2 separate regions of the Macaca mulatta genome follow, and region 2 is linked to region 1. The links are chromatin contacts, called in public Hi-C maps. All regions are on one chromosome and are shown on one strand. The core of a region is the stretch at or near the end of the contact, and the rest is flanking DNA. Distances in the headings are between cores, read along the strand shown. Region 1 holds the start of CSNK1E (casein kinase 1 epsilon). Region 2 holds the start of TMEM184B (transmembrane protein 184B).

The links. A called contact is a pair of places that touch in the nucleus more often than the background predicts.
Region 2: a contact with region 1 is called in a Hi-C map of cortical neurons, with 4 times the contacts expected there. The contact joins the promoter of TMEM184B here to the promoter of CSNK1E in region 1. A contact is called at or near these places in 2 of 14 Hi-C or Micro-C datasets (cortical neurons and liver).

What each region holds. Positions count from the first base shown.
Region 1 is chr10:13,172,193-13,177,792 of T2T-MMU8v2.0, forward strand. It overlaps CSNK1E (casein kinase 1 epsilon), which reads left to right and starts at 3,412. Exons shown (of 11, transcript NM_001261652.1): 1 at 3,412-3,463.
Region 2 is chr10:13,216,222-13,222,230 of T2T-MMU8v2.0, forward strand. It overlaps TMEM184B (transmembrane protein 184B), which reads left to right and starts at 4,104. Exons shown (of 9, transcript NM_001193979.3): 1 at 4,104-4,252.

The DNA.
Region 1 (5,600 bases), core at 2,162-4,661:
ATTATAGGTGCCTGCCACCACGCCCAGCTAATTTTTTTGTATTTTTAGTAGAAACGGGGTTTCACCATGTTGGCCAGGCTGATCTTGAACTCCTGGCCTCAGGTGACCGCCCGCCTTGGCCTCTGAAAGTGCTGGGATTACAGGGGCGTGCCAAGCCCCACCCTTGGGTTTTAAAGTTAGGAGTTAAATCTGAGAGGAATCACTGAGAACCAAGTCGGAGAGAGAAGTCAGGCTGTAGGGCTGCTGGAACAGGTAATATTTTTTTTTACTTTAGACCAGTCTCCCCTCCTTAGCTGGGTTGTGTGTCATGGTTTGCCTTCCCTTATGGCTTCACTGCAAAGCTCTTTGGGAGGGCCCACAGATAGGTCTTCCAGGGATACGAAGGACAAGGACTTGGGCCCACAACTCAGGCAGTGGACAATAGCAGGCCCTTCGAATGGTAAGGCAGGGAGGCTCTCTAGCAGGCCTGGGGATGAGCCGGGCTCCTCAGCCTGGCTGGCCCAGGAAACTGAGCAGGATCTTAATTGGGGCAGGGGGTGGGGGTGGGGGTGCTGGAGTGGGAGGTGTGGTTACAAGTCCTGAATGCAGAGGGGAGAACATGAGCAGGTGGAGGGAAGCTGGGACATTGTGCTGCAGTCAGACCTGGGGGTCTGGCTGGGTTAGGAAGGGGCACGGGGTCTGTTCCAGCCAGGCCCAGTTTAAAGGAGAGGTTGATCTGTCCCCTTAGGCAAGCATTGGGAGGAGCCTGATTCCTTCTCTGAAAGAATACAGTGTAATCTGTTGTTTGAGAGGATTAAATGAGATAACCAATAACCTCCTCTCCCAGGGCTGGGTGCTTAGAAAGTGCTGAAGAAGAGGAGGGCTTTGGGAAGCAGGGCCCAGGTTGGAAGGTTAGGGGTGGTGAGGACTGGAGGACACTGGGGCAGACTTCACCCCTGCTCAGTTGTGCCCAGGCCCCTCTGCCTGGGCTCATGTGAGGAAAGAAACAAAATGGGCAGCGGGGGTGGGGGGGAAGGGGGTGGGCCTGGGACTCCCACCAAGGCAGGTGGCTGGTGCTTAGGTCCGCTGAGAACTTGGGACCAGAGTTACCAGATCTCCTAATGCCTCAAGAAAAACAGGGAATCTGGATCTGAAATATGAAATCTTCCAGTTTTAAAACTTTGGGGCCGGGCGCGGTGGCTCACGCCTGTAATCCCAGCACTTTGGGAGGCCGAGGCGGGCGGATCACAAGGTCAGGAGATCGAGACCACGGTGAAACCCCGTCTCTACTAAAAATACAAAAAATTAGCCGGGCGCGGTTGTGGGCGCCTGTAGTCCCAGCTACTCGGGAGGCTGAGGCAGGAGAATGGCGTCAACCCGGGAGGCGGAGCTTGCAGTGAGCCGAGATCGCGCCACTGCACTCCAGCCTGGGCGACAGAGCGAGACTCCGTCTCAAAAAAAAAAAAAAAAAATTAAAAAAAAAATAAAAATTTGGGGATTGGCCAGGCGTGGTGGCTCACGCCTGTAATCCCAGCACTTTGGGAGGCCGAGGCGGGCGGATCACTTGAGGTCAGGAGTTCCAGACCAACCTGGCCAACATGGTGAAACCCCATCTCTACTAAAAATACTGTGTGGTCCTGGGCAAAAATTATCCAGGTGTGGTGGTGCACATCTGTGATTCCAGCTACTCAGGAGGGAGGCTGAGGCTGGAGAATCACTTGAACCCAGGAGGCAGAGGTTGCAGTGAGCCGAGATTGGGCCACTGCAGTCCAGCCTGGGCAACAGAGTGAGACTCTATCTCAAAACAAACAAAAAAAGCAAAAAACAACAACAACAAAAAACTTTGGGGATTAACAATACAACAACAGAAAGCACCACACAGGCCAAGTAAAGCCCACTGCCTGGCTGGTGACCCCCTGTCTAGCAAAGGTGTCACTGAAGGCAGGCCCTCCTGGGAGGAGGCTTCTCACTCTTGGAAATGGGCTCTTGATAGACCCAGTTTCCTGGTGATTGCTGGGAGAACAGAGCTGTCCTTTTGGGTTTGTGGTCCTGGGCACACCCCTTCCCCTCTCTGGGCCAGTTTCCTGGTCGGTGAAAGGACCTAGTCTGCGGGGCTCCTGCCCGTTTGGACAAGTGTGTGACTCAGTCCCTCAGCCTCGGGGAGGGAAGATACGGCCATTATAGTGACTCCTCCCAGGAACTGTGCTTCCGGGATTGGACGCAGGGCCTCAGGCATTTTGCGTGTCCACAGTCACAACTGTGTGAATATAGGTGTGTCATAATTGGAAGCTTTGCATGGCACAGTGTAAATATCATCGCTTTAATGACTTTGTTCTGCAACCTTTCATCGGCGGCTCTGGATGCCAGTAGAAGCTTTTATTAATTCTCCCTGTGACCTGGGGAGGACAGGGTCCTTCCTCCCATTTGCTGTTTAAGGAAACCCAAGCTCAGAGCTGGGAGGTGACTTGGCTAAACGTGCACCACCACTCGTGCACCACTCGGAGCCCTGACTCAGGTGTCGGTGCTTTGGTACTGTGGCACCCCTCCTTCAACAGGGGAGAATGAGAGTGGGATCTGAGGGTCCTCTCTGTGCCCATCACAGTTTGAGCTGCAGGGAGGAGAAGAAGAAGAAGGAAAAAAGGTCTTTACCCTTGATTTTTCCACGGGAGGAGAATGTATGAACCCAGGCTACCTTTCTGGGCCTTGTGTCGAAATCCCTACCTGTCTCCTCAAATCTCTTGCCCGGAATCAACCTGGCCTGTGTTCTCTGCGGCACTCTGAACCTGGAGGCGGACTGAGCCCCCAGCAGTCTAACATCTTTTGCAGTGTCGTGAATAGCGCCTGTTTTCGCAGGGGCCCAGTGCTCCGCCTGGAGAGGAGAGAGAACCCGGCAGGCGGGGAGAGAAGACTTTGGGTCTAGACCCTCCCCTCCCATCACCCCCGCTTTTTGTGCGCCCTCCTCTTCCCCTCTTCCCTGTGTCCCCTCAGCCCGTCTTTTCCACCTGTGCCCTGGACTGCATTAGGGTGTCAGTATCTGTGCGCTCCCCTACCCCCACGCGTAAGCCCGCGCTCCTGCACTGGGGCTGGGGGACTGCGTCTCGCGGCTGCGGCCCCCAGCGCGGAGGGCGCGGGCCCTTTAAATCCTCCGGGGCGGCGGCGGCGGGCCGGGGATGACATCAGCGGGCGGGCCCGGGGCTCAATGGGAGCCGGCGGGCGCGCGCGGTGCGGGAGCGCGCGAGCCGGCGGCGGGGGCGGGCGGGCAGGAGGCCGGGAGGAGGGAGGCGGCGGCGGCGGCGGCGAGAGCCCAGAGCCAGAGCCCGGCCGGGGCCGAGCGGAGCGCGGCGGCGGCGGCGGCGGCGGCTGGGCCAGGAGAGGCTGGCGCGCCGGGCGGCTCCGCGAATCCTCCGGCATCCGCCCCGGCGGGCCGCCCCCGCCCGTGGCAGCCCCCCGAGCAGCGGCCCGGCACCGGCGCCTTCCCGGAGGGGTAAATATTGGGGGGTCGTGGGCCCGCCGAGGGGCGCGAACCTGGGGGGAATCGGGGCTCCCTCACCCTCTTTGTTTTTGCTGGAGAGGGAGGGAGGGGAGGGCGGACACGCGCGTTCGCGCTGGGGTGTGGGGGGGGCAGCCCGGGCGCCGCCCGCTCGGCCCGGCGAGGACAAAGGCGCGGCTGGGGACGAGGAGGAGGGGGCCTGTTATTTTGCAGGCTCGCGGGGGAGGCCCCCTCCGGCCGGCCTGCCTCCGCCTCCCCCCGCTGGACCCTCCGAGGCCCCGGCCGGCCAGGCGGCCACCCCGGCTGTGATTTGGGGACGCTGAGGGAGGGGGCCTGGGGTGCTGGGCGCCGGATACTGTTGATTCGGGCCCGCGTAGGTTTCATCGGACAATCGACGGCGCCCCCTGCTCTCCCGGCCCCGGCGCCCGGACCTGGGGGTCCGCAAGGCTGCTCCCGCTCGTTGGATGGCGGGCGTTTGGGGGTCCTAAGGTGAAGATGTGTGTGGTCACCAGGCCACCGATTTGTTTTTCTTTGTGGAGAGAAAGAAAGGGGTGGGGGTTATTTATCGGATCGGATTCTCCCATTTTTGTGTGTGAGAGATTCGTGTCTTGCAAGTGTCTCAGGAACGTAAAACTGTGTCTGGGTATCGTTAGAGAGAGGATTCCCAAGCCCTTCTTAATATCCAAACTCGAAGTGGGGTGAACCCCCTCCCCAACTTTCCCCTTAGTTTTCTTGCATATTTTCTTCTTGGCATAGTCTCCTTCCTGGAGAAGGATTTGGGGAGAGGAGAAGGGGACACAGTGTCTCAAGTTGCTTCCAAGCAATGCCTGTTTTGGATCTCCTTTGCTTTCCTTTCTATGATGTCCCTTCAATTTTTATTTTAATCGTCCAAGGGACAAGGGCCCTGGCTCAGGGGTGGGCGATGGTGGTCAGGGAGTAAGAAGCACTGCCCGTGTGCCATGCTGGTTGGTAGTTTGTCTAATTTTTTTAACCTGCTGAAACTCTTGAACCTTCCTATACACTTTTCCCCCCACTTTGTTTATCTCCCCCCTCCCCCATGGGAGAAGCAGCAAAACGGAAAAGCCTCTCCATTTCTGAATGAAGCCTTTCTGCTCTCCTCTGGGAGGCTTTTTGGGGATTGATGCCGGGACAGTCTAGGCTCCCCCAGACTGGCTTGAACCCCAGGGGTGTTGGGGAGGGCACTGGGGGTCTGGATGGCTGGCACAGAGCAGTCGGGGTCCTGAAGGCCTTGCCCCTCCCCGCTCCCGTTTTCTGCAGACAGCCGGTGAGTGGGGAGAGACTGGGGGTCATGTGCAGTATATTTATGTAAGACACCCAGACAGAGGGCATGGGTATTTATATAACCCGGCGTGGGTATTTATGTAATATAGGATGCGGGTATATTTATGTTCCTTTCCTAACCTGCGGGTTTCCTGGCTGCCGTGTGTGGTCTCTGAATTGGTGTTGGCGGAAAATGGACTGGGGTGTGGGGGGTGTTGCGTGCACACCTCCCCCCCGCCGCCCCCCGCAACAGGGCTCACTGTGCGTGCCTGCTTTTCTTTCTTCCCTTGGAGTGTACACACTCGGGAAGCTGGACGTGTGTGTACGTGGGGTGTGTGGCGTGTGGGTTTCCTGCAAACGTGGACTGCGTTCCCCTGGCAGCGTGGCACCTCAGCTGAGACAGGCCAAGCATGTGGGCAGTGGCCCTTGATTGAGAGCCCAGAGTTTGGCCAGCTCGGGTGGAGGTCCCTGCCTCATGGTTATTGGTGGAGGGCTGGTGAGCTCCTGGGGAGCCAGGTTGCTGGGGTTGGCCTTTCTCTCCTGGGCTCTGCCCACTGTCCCTGCAATCCATCTCCCTCCCAGGCTGGCCTGGTCGTTGGGGGCAGCACTTGGCACGGGCAAGGGGCTGATCTTCTGTGCCAGCACAGCTGCTCTGCAGTCTTCCTGTTTTGCCTGGTTTGTGAGTGTGGGAGACCACCAGGTGGGATGGCCGGAGCCGTGTCCTAGGCGAGGCTGCTACCGTCTACAGGGTGGTGTGGGGCAGGTGGCGTGGCCTCTGTGGGCCTGAGTACCCTGTCTGCGAAAGGAGTTCCCTCTTGCTAGTCCTTGATGCTGGTTCTCTTGTAATCAC
Region 2 (6,009 bases), core at 2,854-5,353, 45 kb after region 1:
ACACTTTGGAAGGCAGAGGCATAAGGATTGCTTGAGGCCAGGAATTCAAGACCCTGTCGTTATAAAAACATTAAAAACAAAAAATTAGGCCAGGCGCGGTGGCTCACACCTGTAATCCTAGCACTTGGGGAGACTGAGGCGGGCAGATTGCCTGAGCTCAGGAGTTCGAGAGTACCCTGGGCAACATGGTGAAACTCCGACTCTGCTAAAAAACAAACAAACAAACAAAAAAACCCCCCAAAAAATTAACTGGTCGTAGTGGCGCGTGCCTGTAATCCCAGCTACTCCGGAGGCTGAGGCAGGAGAATTGCTTGAACCTGGGAGGTTGCAGTGAGTCGAGATTGCACCACTGCACTCCAGCCTGGGCAACAGAGCAAGACTCTGTCAATAAATAAATAAATAAATAAATAGAAAATTAGCCGAGTGTGATGGTATGCCCAGGTAGCCCTAGCTACTTGGGAGGCCGAGGTGGAGGATCACTTGAGCCCAGGAGTTTGAGGCTGCAGTGAACTATGATCAAAGCACTGCACCCCAGCCTGGGTGAGAGAGCAAAACCCTGTCTCTTAAAAGAAAGGATGGGTAGTTGCCTGGAGGAGGGGTGGGAAGGAAGATAGCAAGGGAGGTGTTTATCTTCATTTTGGAAAGCCTGAATAAAGGTCTTGAGAGGGCTTTTTTCCTCCCACAGGGAGCACCCACTAGGGCCCCCAATACCACCTGCTGGCCTGCCATATCACTCAGACCAGGTGACTTTCTGTCTTTGAGCCCCTTCCTGGCAACCAAGCCTAAAAATACCCACCACCTGCCTCTGCCCCCCCACCCGCCAGCCTGGGGCCTCTGTAAGTGGAGACCCAAGAGTGCCCCTAAGCAGAAACCAAGACCCTGAAGTGAAAGCCCTGGAGGGGAAGTGTAAGGTAGATAGTGTCTGGTCTCTAAGTGTTCTGTACTAGCATTGCAGATGTGGTGGGTAATTGGCACAAGGACTTCCTCCCTAAGGGGTTAGTGTGTAGGGAGGGAGAGCTGGGAAGTCATAAATGAGTCATTACAACGCAATTGATAAGCCTTGCTCTTGTTAGGACAGCCCCAGGCATGTCCTACCTGGGGCTGGGGAGGAATTGTTCTATAGGATTTTGCTATTACGGGATCTCTGGTCATGTTATACCTACTTTTTGGGGCATGTTCTCTATGCCAGACCCTATACTAAGTATTGGGATTACATCAGAAAAGAAAACGGAGGCCGGGCGCGGTGGCTCAAGCCTGTAATCCCAGCACTTTGGGAGGCCAAGGCCAGCGGATCACGAGGTCAGGAGATCGAGACCATCCTGGCTAACATGGTGAAACCCCGTCTCTACTAAAAATACAAAAAAAAAAAACTAGCCGGGCGTGGTGGCGGGTGCCTGTAGTCTCAGCTACTTGGGAGGCTGAGGCGGGAGAATGGCGTGAACCCGGGAGGCGGAGCTTGCAGTGAGCCGAGATCACGCCACTGCACTCCAGCCTGGGAGACACAGAGAGACTCCGTCTCAAAAAAAAAAAAAAAAAAAAAAAAAAGAAAACGGATACTTGGGAGGCACAGGCGAGAGAATCGCTTGAACCCAGGAGGTTGAGGCTGCAGTGAGCCGAAACTGAGCCACTGCATTCCAGCCTAGGTGACAGAGTGAGACTCCATCTCAAACAACAACAATAAAAAGCCAAAAAGTATGAAAATCTTTGTCCTCAGAATTTATTGGCCAGGCAAGCGGTGGCTCACACCCATAATCTCAGCACTTTGAGTGGTCGAGACGGGTGATCGCTTTGAGCCCAGGAGTTCAAGATCAGCCCTGGCAACATAGCGAAAACCCATCTCTACAAAAAAATACAAAAATTAGCCGGGTATGGTGGCACATGCCTATTATCCCAGCTAATCAGGAGGCTGAGGTGGGAGGATCACTTGAGCCTGAGTGGCGGAGATTACAGTAACCTGAGATTGTGCTACTGCACTCCAGCCTGGGTGACAGAGTGAGACTGTCTCAAAAACAAAAACAAAAACAAAAACACAAAAACCAAAAATCGTATGTTCTACTAGAAGAAGACACACAGGGAAATAGGCAAACTATATAATATGATAGAAATGAAGTGACAGGGAAAGTAGGGCATGGTAACGGGAAATACAGAGTGCATGCGAGGGGTCTGGTAGTTTTACTAGGGTGCTCAGGGCAGGCCTCACTGAATGGAGGACATTTGAGCAAGCCCTTGAAGAAGGTGATGGAGCAATCATTCTGGTGTCTGGGGAAACAGCGATCACAGCAGAGGGAACAGCTAGTGCAGGGGGCTCGGGGCTGAGTGAGCTCAGCTTGTTCTAGGAACAGCACGGGGTCAGTGTGGAAGAAAAGGGTAAGAGATGAATGAGGTCAGGAATACCCAGGAGAGTAGAATGTCAGATTAAGCATTTGTAAGGACTTGTAAGGCTTTTACTTAAAGCGAAATAGAGAGCCAACGGACGGTTTTGAGCAAAAAAGTGCCATGTTTTGACTTAGATTTTATTTCTTTTTTTTTTTTTTTTTTGAGACGGAGTCTCGCTCTGTCGCCCAGGCTGGAGTGCAGTGGCCAGATCTCAACTCACTACAAGCTCCGCCTCCCGGGTTTACGCCATTCTCCTGCCTCAGCCTCCCGAGTAGCTGGGACTACAGGCGCCCGCCACCTCGCCCGGCTGGTTTTTTGTACTTTTTAGTAGAGACGGGGTTTCACCGGGTTAGCCAGGATGGTCTCGATCTCCTGACCTCGTGATCCGCCCGTCTCGGCCTCCCAAAGTGCTGGGATTACAGGCTTGAGCCACCGTGCCCGGCCAGATTTTATTTCATTTTTTGAGACAGATTCTCATTTTGTCACCCAGGTTGGAGTGCAGTGGCATGATCTTGGCTCACCACAACCCAGCCTCCACCTCCCAGGTTCAAGCAGTTGTCATGCCTCAACCTCCCGAGTAGCTGGGACTACAGGCATGCACCACTACACCCAGCTAATTTTTGTATTTTTAGCAGAGATGAGGTTTCACCATGTTGGCCAGGCTGGTCTCTAACTCCTGGACTTAAATGATCCACCCGACCTCACAAAGTGCTGGGATTACAGGCGTGAGCCACCGTGCCTGGCAGATTTTAAAAGAATCTCCCTCAGCCCTGAATTGATAGGGTGGATCAGAGGGCCGGGTTGGAACAAGGGAGATGGGTTAGCAGAACTTTGCAATAATCCTGTGCAGATACTGGACCAGGGTGGTAGCACTGGAGGTGGAGTGGCAGACGTCAGAGTCTAGATCTATTTTGCAGGTAGAGTCAGCAAAAGCGGGGCATTCACAGCTGACTCTGAGTTCTGGCCTGGGGACTGGAAGGATGGAATTGTCAACAGCTGATGAAGGCAAGGCTGAGAGGGAGCAGGGTTGTGTGTGTGGAAGTGCAGTTGGCTCAGCTGCAGACACGTTGACTTTGAGATGCCTGCTGGACCTCCAAGAAAGAAGTGTTGAGCAGACAGTTCAGGGGAGGAGTCTGGAGACACAAATACATTTGGGGATCTTGAGCACATCAATGCCAGAACATAATTGCATTTTATCTGGTTCAATTAACCTAGGTGATGTCTGGACCTAGCAAACGGAAATGGGCTAGGCGGCTTGAACCCTGTCTGAAGACTTTTGCTAGTTCGGCAGCCTAGAGCCAGATGGGGCAAGAAAGAATCGCTGCTAAGTAGGGTGGGAAGAAAAAGCCTCTTTCAGTGCTTTGCAATTTCATCTGGCCTAATTGCACACAACACTCGGTCCACGTTCATTCCACAATTCCACACGCATCCTTCACTCAACAAATAGCCATTGTATTTCGTTTCATCTTCAAAACAGGCTCAAATGGAGGAAATTAGGGTTAAGAGAAGTGAAGCACCAGCGAGGGTAAGGGACAGAGATCGCAGCCCAGAAAGTTCTCGAGGTTGGGGGCCAGTCGTAGTTGGTTTTGTGAGTGGCAGGAGGATGCGGGTCGCGCCCCAACCCGCGGGGCGGCCGGCTGGGGTTCGCGGCGCGGCCCCTTTAAGGCCCAGGCAGTGATCTCAGCCGCGTTCGCCGCCCCGCCCTCCCCGGCGGCGAGCCCAGTGCGCATGCGCGCCGCGGCAGCACACCACTGGGCCCGGGACGCGCCGGCGGTGGCGGAGAGTCCAGGGCTGGGGCGCCTACCGCCCGCCCCGCTCGCAGAGCCCGGCCGCCGCGCGTCGTCCGCACACGCCGCCACCGCCATGGGCTCCTGAGGTATCCTGTCTGGCTGGTCTCGCCCGGGAGCCCCAAGGGGGAACTGCGACTCCCAAGCGCGGGGGGCTGCTTGTTTCGGAGAGGCCCGCGCGAGGGACGCCCGGCTTCGGCCGCCGGCGCCCGGGCGGGGAGGGCACTAAGGAGGCCGGCGCGGCCGCGGAGGGAGGGGGCATCTGTCTCCCAACCCGTGCCTCCCCTCCTCCCCGCAAGGTCGCCCGTGGGTGTGCCCGCTCCCTTTCCACGCCAACGTGGCGGGGGCAGCGCCTGGAGTGTAATCGGACCTGCCCGGGGGGTGGCCCCGGGAGAGGGAGGCGGATGGACAGGCGCTTTGCAAGAGGGATTGTGTGCTCCTGGGTGGGTGTGCTGGCGCCTGGCACGGCCGAGTGAGTGGGGGAGGCGTCCGTGACCTGTGCGGGTGGCAGTGACCTGGGAGGGTGGTCGGCGGGGGGCCTTCGGGGCTGCGTCGTGAGTGGAGGGTGTACACGCCCGGCACACAGATCCTCAGGTTTGGAAGGCGATCTCCTGGAACCTGGGGCTCGAAAGATGTTTGCCTCCAACTGGGACCAACCAAAGACTGGTTTTGGGTGTCTGTATCCTTCCCGTGGATTGTACATTTCCTTCCCGGGCACACCCTTGGTACCTCGCTTGGATCCACTTACCTCCAGTGCTGGGTGGCTCCAGGCCAAAGCAAGGCAGTTAGGCTGGGGGTTGGGCATGGATTCCCAATACATATCCCCTCTGGGGGTGTTGTATAAGGCCAGATATTTTACTCCTCCCTCTCTTCCAGGGCATTTTGGGGCAAAGCAGGTGTTTGCATGCCTGATACCTGTGGTGAGGTGAAGGCCATGTATTATTTATCTGACTGCTGGTGCTTTTGTAAGGAAAGAAGCAGCAATCTGTGCCCTGGAGGCCCTGCGCTGCAGAGTCAGCCAGGCAAACAAGCTCACCTGCACCTGCAGAGGCAGCGCAGGTCTCAGAGGTGTGACTTCGTTGACACGTTATGCCTACAGTGTCCTTTGCATCTCCCTATTCAGCTTCCTTGGTAGGGTCCCTAGGCTCTGCACCTCGGTACCTTGTCTAGGGTGCTGTGCGTATCAGAGTTGGGACCTGGGACGCTGGGGTGAGAGGACCCCAGCAGCCAGGTATGTGTGCGCACCTGGAATTGATGCCCAAGCTATCAAGGAGCTCTCAAGCGTGGGGGAATCAGACTTGGAAACAGGTGATCACAGTGATGTGAAAAATACCAAACAAAGGAGTAGAAGGAGTACAGGGACAGGTTTAGTGCCCAGGAAGGAGGATCGTGGCCACAGGAGACTCTCTCATAAGGAGACAGACGGTTGTGCTGAAGCCTGAAGGATGACTGGCGTTCATCTGAGGCTTTTGTGCTTTCCACGTATATTTTCCTGTGTTAATTTGCACAGCAGCTGTGTAAGGAACGGTTGTTGTCCCTATTTGTGGATGTGGTAAACTGAGGCCCAGAGGGAATTCATGACGCTCTTCTCCATGATCCGTGGCAAGCTTGGATGGAATCATCCTTGAACCAGGAACTCTGTCTTGCTGCCAGATCTTATCTTGCAACTTACTGAGCATCTATGTGCCAGGCACTGTGCTGGGGCATAGCGGTGTGATGGTCAGTGGGACCTGGTGCCTGCCTTCTAGGGGCTCCCAGTCTGCTGGGAAGATGGACACTGATTTAGTGACCCCAGTCCAGATACGAGGCTCCAGTAGCTAGTGTGGGTGGAGAAGGCGCTGTGAAT